Linked DNA regions of Capra hircus: regions 1 and 2 are each linked to region 3. The links are chromatin contacts, called in public Hi-C maps. All regions are on one chromosome and are shown on one strand. The core of a region is the stretch at or near the end of the contact, and the rest is flanking DNA. Distances in the headings are between cores, read along the strand shown.

Region 1 (2,700 bases), core at 176-2,675, 270 kb before region 3:
GGGATCCATTTCAATTCCACAACTTATATGGAGCGCCACGCACTAAACTGGGCGCTAAGAAAATAATATCTAATAGATATAAAGCAATTAAGCACCGCACTTCCTCTTGACCGCCGAGTTCGAATTATACCACTTCATCCGAACCTCACAATTCCCAGTAAGGAGATCCTGGTCAAATGCTGCCTTCCCGGGCTCAAATCCACTTAACCGCCTTGCCTCAAGCCCAAACGCTGGCGGCACCTTCGGCTCCCGGGCGCTGGCGGGCGAGACCTCAAACACTTTTGCCTGCCACCGTGTGCCCCCTCACCCGCGACCTCCGCCGGGTCCCGGCCCCCCGGTTGCGTACCTTGCAGCGCAGCTCGCGGCCGGTGTGGATGCACAGTGCCCGGGACACATGCTCGCGCTCAGCCAGGGGTAGCAGCAGGTAGTCAGCGATGCGGCTGGGCCCCGGCGCGCTCCCGGAGCCGCCGCCGGCCCCTGGAGCGGCGGGCGGAGGCTGCGGGCTGCAGGGAGAGCCAGGGGGGCTGAGGTAGTCCGGGGGGCTCGAACACTCGGAGAGACGTGGGCACTTGGCCGCCACGGCCGCCGCGTCGTCCGCGTCCAGCAGGCGTTTGGCCGGGGTGCCCCGGCCGGCGGCGAGCAACAAGGCCGGAGTGCGGGGCTGCGAGACGCCGTTCATGGCAGAGCGCACGGGACCGACCCGCATCCCGACCCGGGCCGGGGCGGCCCCTGCTTTATAAGTCCTCGGATCCGCCCGGAAAGGCGCGACGGGCGCCGCGACTTACTCCAGCCCGGGGGATGGAGTTTGCAGACGGAGCTTGGTTCTGCCCCCACTAGGGGCAAAGCTGGAGCCGCTCCTGGTGCACGCGGGGATCACGCTGGCAGCGCGTCAGCGGCGCGGAGGCCGGCTCCAGTCTCCGGATCCTCGCGGGTACCTGCTCCCGGCGCCTCGCAGAACGGCGGCAGCCGCCGCTATTGTTGTCGAAGCTGCCGACAGTCGGGGAGGGAGAGGCGGCCGGCCTTCCCGAGGTTCAGAGCGGCGAGCACAGGATTCCGCAGGCTCGCTGGAGCCACGGAGCAAACACACTTCCCAGAGCAAGAAGTCTCGTAGCGAAAGCCAAAGCAACTTTTCCGCGGCGCTCGGAATCCGGCGCGCTCTTGGGCTCCCGGCGTGAGTGTGCGCGAGCGAGACGCTCTCGGAGAGAGTGACTGAGTGTGAGTGAGTGTGTGCGCCGCACCGATCCCGGCCAGTGCACTCCTCCTTCTCCTTTTCCTCCACCTCCTCCGCCTCCCGGTGACTCACGCTGTATACACACACACTCACAGGCCGGGCTGTGTAAACAGTTGGGAAGCCGGGTTGTGCAATGAGGTGGCTGCGACGACTCCGGCCCTGCCGCCGGGCGAGCAGTCACCGAAGTGGAGGGGGAGGACAGGGGCGGGGGGGCGGCGGGAAGGGGAGGTGGAGCTGGGTCGGCGGGGGCGAGGGGGGTGGCCCGAGGGCTGGGATGCTCGGGGCTGAGCGCGCTCCGGCGCAGGTGGTGAGTTCTGAGCCCGCTAGGGCGCGCGCGCACATTCCCCCCAGCTCCCCCCAAACCCTCAACAGGCTGGTCTAGGCAGGAGGCGGCGCGCGCCCTCCCGCAGGCCGTGGACTCAGCGCTGGAAGCCGGGGGAGGAGGCGGAGGAAAAGTTCCCGTGACGTCAGGGTCCCGGGGAAGTGGGCGGGAGGGGAGGGGCCGCGGGAGGTGAAGCGACCGGTGATTGGTGCGCGCTCCTCATTCACTCGGAGCACAATGGACCGCGGGCGCGCGCACCAGTTCTCCAGCACCCGCCGCTCAGTGCCGCCGCGGGGTGACTCCTTTTGCCCCGGGGGATCCCCTCGCCGCCCCGCGCCTGGAGACCTCGGGTTGGAGCTGTAGGCGTCGCCGAGACCCGGCGGTAGCCGGAGGAAGGGAGGAAAGAGAAGGTGATGAATTCCAGAATCACTCATTCACCCCCACGCGGTAGTTCCGGGGAAGACCTATGCGTGGTAGTGTATGTGACGGTTTTTTTTTTTTTTCCTTTTCCTGCCCCCTCCCAGCTCTAATCCCCAGCGTCTGTTCGCTTCCACAAATAGAACCTTCTGTTGGATGAAATAAAAGCAAACACTAGGCCTTCTGCTCTCCTCCACCTCCACGCCCCTCCCGCGCCTGCCGCCCGCCCGGATTGCACGGAAATAGCTTCTCCCGGCTCCCCGGCCGCCCCTTCGCGGTGACTCGCAGAAAGAGCTTCCTGAGCCGCGGCCGGTGGGAAACAAAGGATGTGGGGAGAGGGCGGAAGGGGCCCACGTGGCCGTCCCCGAATTCCTGTCCCCTCCCCGTGCCTCCTCCGCAGCCTCCACACGCGCAGCAGGGTCTAGAGCCCCGGGGCTAACCCGGTTCCTTGGTGACCGGGTAGATAGTGATACTGCCTACACCCAAGCAGTCCTGCCGGGGCGTGTGCGTGCACTCGTGCAACCTGATTTGCGTGAGCGCGAGATGTGTCAGACCCTGCACAGAGCTCCATGAAAAAATAACCTAGACGCTGTCGCTTTTCTTTCGAGAACCAGTCAATTCGGAGTCCCTGGACACAGAACATAGATAACTGATCAGAGTCCCTTCTGTACTTCTGCTAAATGCTTTATTTTCTAAAACCAGATCGAGCCCTAAGGATAAGTCCTTTTCC
Region 2 (2,700 bases), core at 133-2,632, 460 kb before region 3:
GTAGAACTTTGAGGCATTCACACTCCAGTGGCCTCGGCCGTGAGGCTTCCCTGCCCTGCAGGGTGAAAGCGATTGGTCCCCATCCCTCACCCCGTGCCCCTCTTTCTTGTTCCCATCCCACTGGGCCAAGGACACCAAATACAGTCCCACAAGTAGAGCACTGGCCAACTCAGGAGATGCCATTTCCATCAGCTGCGGTGTGAATGGCACCCCCCGGAGCTGTGCCATGCTTCTATTAGAACATCTTGCCGATGGCGGTGTTAAGACTGACACCTACAAGGTCACAAGCTTCTGGCTGAGCTACAGTCATCTCTGTGACTCTAGCACCCAACACAGTGCCTGGTACAGAGACTCTCAATGTAAACCTGAAGGGATTTCAGAAGCAATGAATTTGAGAGGAGAGTCAGCACCCCCACTTAGACAGGAAATAAGTAGTTATTTTAAATAGCAGTAGCATCCTAATTAGAGTATGGATTCTTCTTCACATAACCTTGGATCCTTTAAAGAGTAACTATAACAGAGTGATTAAGATCTCTGGCTCTGAGATCAGAAGGATTTGGTTTTGAATCCTTGCTCCACAACTACTAAACCAAAGCTCTCTAAGCCTTAGTTTCCTCATCTGTGAAGATCTACTGAGATCACGCCTTAGCCTAGTGTCTGATACACAGTAATGTACAGTATGTCTTGGGAGTAATGATGAAGTAGATGGTTAATGGCAATTAAGCAACAATTAAATGTTAATCCTAAAAGGTGCATTTTAGTTAGCAACATTTATATCCCACAAGAATGAATATGCCCAGGGCATACTGAGTGCTTGTATGTATGTGTGTGCTCTGTCATGTCTGACTGTTTGCAGCCCCATGGACTGTAGCCCGCCAGGTTCTTCTGTCCATGGAATTTGCCAGGCAAGAATACTGGATGGGTTATGGGTTGCTGTTTCCTACCCCAAGGGGGATCTTCCCTACCCAGGGATCGAACCCAAGTCTCTTGAGTCTCCTGCATAGGCAGGTGGATTCTTTACAGCCTCGCCATCTGGGAAGCCTCTATTGAGTGCTTAGTTAATGCTTACTGAATGAGAGAGAAAGGAGAGACCTAGTGAGAGAATGAGAATCAAGGGTGGAGGGGAGTGAGTAGGGAGAGGGAAGACAGGAGGGTGGAAGGGAAGAGGGCACTGAACCAGGAGTCTGGAGAGATACAGCTTCATATTTGACACCACTAACACTGTGACCTTAAGTCCCTTTCTTGGTCTCAATCTGCTCCTTTTTTAAGATCAAAGGTCATTAGACGATATCTCAGGTCCCTTCACCACATCCCCTCCCTCCTCTCTCCTGAACCTTTTTTGCAGCTTTCCTTCATATCCTGCAGGTGGTGCTGCTGAGTTAAGAAGAAAACCTGTTTTTCTGCAGCCTGGTTCCCAGCTGCCAAGTCTCTGCTTGAATAGCAGACTGGGAACTAGAGAAATCACTTACTTGTTGCTGAAAATGCCCCAGGGCAGTAAACGAATCATTCCGTTTCCTTTCTTGCCTACTTGGCCTCTCCTGGTGCCATGAAAGCTCTCTGGGTGTGGGGAGGCAGCTGGCCCTGAAATTCCAGTCCAGTTCCACTACTTCCTGGCCAGTGACCTTGAGCAAAGGCATTTGCCCTCTTGAAGTGTCAATACGGACACCCCTGGAAACAGGGGGAAAATTTGTTAAGTAGTGTTCATCAATTGAAGAGCCCAGTGCCTGGCCCATAGTAGATATTCAAGAAATTTATCTGCTTTTCCTTCCCTGCTTTTCACTCACTAAGGACTACGGCTAGTGCTTGAGAAGAAATGAACTGTGCAGTGCCAGAGCGATGAGGAGGTGGGCTTTCCAAGGGGATTCACTGAGGATAGGACATGTCATCTGAGGCTGGAAAGATGAGAAGGAGAGATGTCCCAGGCAAAAGGGCCACCCCGTGCAAAGACAGCCAGTCTTACCCAGCTCCCCTGCCCCATACTTTACAGACTGATCCTGAGTCCAGTGGCTGTGTCTCCTGAGCCTGGAGCCCACCTTGTTCACGCCTCTAAGAAGGTAGTTATCTGTCTATGTTGTAAGTTATATATATCCAATCATGTCTCTTTAAGGACTAGGAGTGCATTTTATTCATCTTTGCCTCCCTGGAGCCTGGCACAACAAATGCCTTAACGAATAGATGAGCCGATGAATGTACCGCCTTGGCATCATCCTGGCTCTTTTTCTCTGCATGCTAAGTTGATTCAGTCATGTCTGACTCTTTGCGACCCCATGGACCATAGCCTGCCAGGCTCCTCTGTCCAAGGGATTCTCCAGGCAAGAATGCTGGAGTGGGTTGCCACTCCCTGCTTCAAGGCATCTTCCCAACCCAGGGACTGAACTCATGTCTATTATGTCTCCTGCATTGCAGGTAGGTTCTTTACCACTAGCGTCACCTGGGAAGCCCTCTCTTTTTTCTCTAAGCCTTTTTTTTTTTTTTTTTTTAATGTGGACCATTTTTAAAGTCGGTATTGAATTTGTTACAATATTGTTTCCATTTCACATTTTGGTTTTTTGGCCTCCGGCATGCAGAATCTTAGCTCCCTGACCAGGAATCAAATCAACAACCCCTGCATTGGAAGGTGAAGTCTTAACCACTGGACTGCCAGGGAAGTCCCCTCATCCAGTCACTCATTGGTTATCTCCATACACAGGCATCCTGACC
Region 3 (3,031 bases), core at 106-2,605:
AACTAATTTAGCACAACTACAAAATATGAAAATACTGTAGGTGTGGAGTCAAATCAGCATGTGACAGTTCAAACAGAAACAAATATTAATAGGATCTGCAGAAGTAAGTAATTTTAAGCTAGTTAAACAATTTTGGGAAAAACCTAAAATACCAATCTCACCAGTGGTAGAGGACTGATAAGAATTAAAAAAAGAAAAGAGAGAGAGAGAGAGAAATCAACAGATAATATATTATCCTATTTTACCAACTGGTTTAACGTGAATACTCACCAAAACCACTTTTAAAAATCTGCAAAACTAACTGATTTAACTACCATTAAAATTTTCTGCCCTCCTCAGAGACTCAACGGAAACTAAAATGCCCTCTGTACTTGCTGCTATTACAACTGCCACTTCTAACATGGAACTATTAAGCATCTGAAACATTGCTAGTCCAGACTAAGAAAAGAATGTGGGTACAAAAATAACTCAACTGTCATATTGATTATATGTTGAGATAATATTTTAGACAACATTAGATTAAATAAAATATTACTAAATTATTGTCTCCTCTTTTTTCTTACTTTTTGTAATGAGGATACTAAAAAATTTTAATTAAACATGTGGCTCACATATTTTTACTGGACAGTGCTGCTACATATAAATAATACTTTACATTTATGAGGCACACACATACGTAATTTCAGGTGTAAAGTAGAGAAACAGGGAGAAATGGATCTCGATAATAAATATCTTCTGTACAATAATCAAATTGGTTTCATCTTTTAATCACCAATCTAATAAAACCTCCTTTCTGCTTACTGAAAGACAAACTTTTATGTCTTTTAAAAAGGACCTGATGTTTCAAAAATGATTCTAAAGTATGTTCTACTTCTGCTATGAACTGTCTCCTTTTCCTAAAATTAAAATAGTCTTAATTCTTTTCAGTGATCAAAGATACATGATAAAGCGCCAATCTAATTTTAAAATCTAATCAAGTGACTCCATTTCGGTTTTTTCTGTGGTAGTCATTTTCATACCTGTTAGGTCTTTGAAACCAAACCCCTGCTTTTGCTTCAAAGATTTTTTAAAAAGTAAAATCAACACAAAGATTGTTCTCCAGCATCTAGAAAAATGCAGGCAGTATTGAGGTACTATACAAACTCTGTTTTAAAAACTAAAATAGGACTCATTTACTATTTCAAAAAGTAACATCCCAATGTGAAGGGGAGAGCTTAGCAAACAGGAGAGCACAGCAAGCAATTATTTCCACACATTCCATCACGTGTAGAAACCATGCCAACTCTCAGGTTGTTCAAGTCAGGGGAAGAAAGAGAATCTGGAGGTGTTGGAATGGCTGGAAATTTATGGAGTGAGAGTGCAGAGTAACACGAGGTGAGGTGAGGCCAGCGACAGCCCAGACTTTCCTCTCTGTGGGTCTTAAAAAGGAAACAGCCCGGCTTTCTGACTAAGGAAGGCAACAGGAAAGGAAAACACACTTCACACTTTCTAACGTCCCCGAACTGTCCCCACTACAGCTGGCCCACCGATAGAGTTAAACCTACTGTTCATATTTGTGTGAACAGCTGGTTTTTAAATGTTATCGACAACAACAAGATTCACTAAGGTAGAATGGTAAGTAATAAATATGAGATGTACTTTTCTATTTTGTGACAGGGCCAGCCTCTATCTCTGGTAAATGAACTGAGTAACCTGGATAAATAGAAATAAAGCCAGTGGAAAGGAGAGGTATAGTCCTCGTTCCTTCCTGGAAGAGGTCACCTTAACCTTAATAGCCCTACCCTTCTGTTGTTCTGATAGAATCAACACATTTTTTTATATCCTTAGATATACAGAATAACTCAGGTTCCAAGTTATGAAATTTCAGTAACTTAGTGATTATACCTTTTAAACAATCTTGAACCTGCAATTAGCAAACCCAGTATGGGCCCAACGGCACCTGATTAACAAGTGTTCTGGTGCCACCTAGTGGTGTATGCTTCCCCTCAAAGGGGAAATAATGATTAGACCAGGGTTCCTGGCCCATGGAGAAGCAACATCAGCTTGTCCTAGACCTATTGAAACTTTACTACTGAGTCGCAGGAATCTGTTTCAATAAGCCCTCTAAGTTAATTCCTCCCACATTTGAGCACTACTGGATTAATCAGTACCAACACAAAAATTAAGTGCAAAGTCTTAAAAAATTAGGTTCAACAATGAACAAAAGTGCCTAATTTCTAATTTTGGAAAGCAATTTAGTTTTCTGCATTTTGAATCCAAATTATCTGTATTTAAGGAACTGCGTTAAAAGCCATTTACTAACACATTAATATACATCCAACATTTGAGAGTCCCAGTCTCTGAAAATATCCTAAGTGCACCCTGAGGTCTATGCCCCAAGGAAAGCCAGTTCAAAGGAAAGGCCAAACACAAAACAAAACAAAAATACAATGAAAGTGAAAGTTGCTCAGCCGTGCCCCACTCTTTGCGACCCTATGGACTATATAGTACATGGAATTCTCCAGGCCAGAATACTGGAGTGGAGAGATGAAAGTGAAACGATCCCTTTTCAAGGGGATCTTCCCAACCCAGAGATTGAACCAATATCTCCCGCCCTGGGGGTAGATTCTTTACCAGCTAAGCCACCAGGGAAGCCCAAGAGCACTGGAGACGGTAACCTATTCCTTCTCCGTCATATCTTCCCGAGCCGTGAATCAAATCGGGGTCTCCTGCATTTCAGGTGGATTCGTTACCAGATGAGCTACCAAGGAAGCCAAGCCCAAGAAAGTGAAAGTGTTAGTCGCTCAGGCTCTTTGCAATCTCATGGACTGTAGCCCACCAGGCTTCTCAGTCCATGGAATTCTCCAGGCAAGAACACTGGAGTCAGCTGCAATTCCCTCCTCCAGGCGATCTTCCCAACCCAGGGATCAAACCCAGATCTCCTATATTGCAGGCAGATTCTTCACCGCATGAGCCACCTTAAGAAAAAGCATCAACTGTTATCAGGATATCAGGTTATGGCCTCTTAAGGGGGCCCACCTGAAAAAGGGGA

The links. Hi-C and Micro-C count contacts between places; a contact is called where the count stands out from the background.
Region 1: a contact with region 3 is called in a Hi-C map of blood, with 5 times the contacts expected there. The contact joins the promoter of TRIB1 here to the enhancer-like site in region 3. A contact is called at or near these places in 2 of 5 Hi-C or Micro-C datasets (both in blood).
Region 2: a contact with region 3 is called in a Hi-C map of blood, with 11 times the contacts expected there. The contact joins two enhancer-like sites. A contact is called at or near these places in 3 of 5 Hi-C or Micro-C datasets (blood and liver).

The regions. Positions count from the first base shown.
Region 1 is chr14:67,238,580-67,241,279 of ARS1.2, reverse strand. It overlaps TRIB1 (tribbles homolog 1), which reads right to left and starts at 1,425. Exons shown (of 3, transcript XM_018058560.1): 1 at 347-1,425. The coding sequence starts at 706. It overlaps LOC108637499 (a long non-coding RNA gene), which reads left to right and starts at 1,733. Exons shown (of 2, transcript XR_001919104.1): 1 at 1,733-1,963; 2 at 2,078-2,150.
Region 2 is chr14:67,425,488-67,428,187 of ARS1.2, reverse strand. No RefSeq gene overlaps it. Among named protein-coding and RNA genes, the nearest start is that of TRIB1, 190 kb to the right of the region's middle. Within about 2 kb of position 1,382, at least 2 of the 5 cell types and tissues checked have an H3K27ac peak or open chromatin away from gene starts, as enhancers often do.
Region 3 is chr14:66,964,230-66,967,260 of ARS1.2, reverse strand. The region is part of intron 2 of NSMCE2 (E3 SUMO-protein ligase NSE2); the gene reads right to left. Among named protein-coding and RNA genes, the nearest start is that of NSMCE2, 16 kb to the right of the region's middle. Within about 2 kb of position 1,355, at least 2 of the 5 cell types and tissues checked have an H3K27ac peak or open chromatin away from gene starts, as enhancers often do.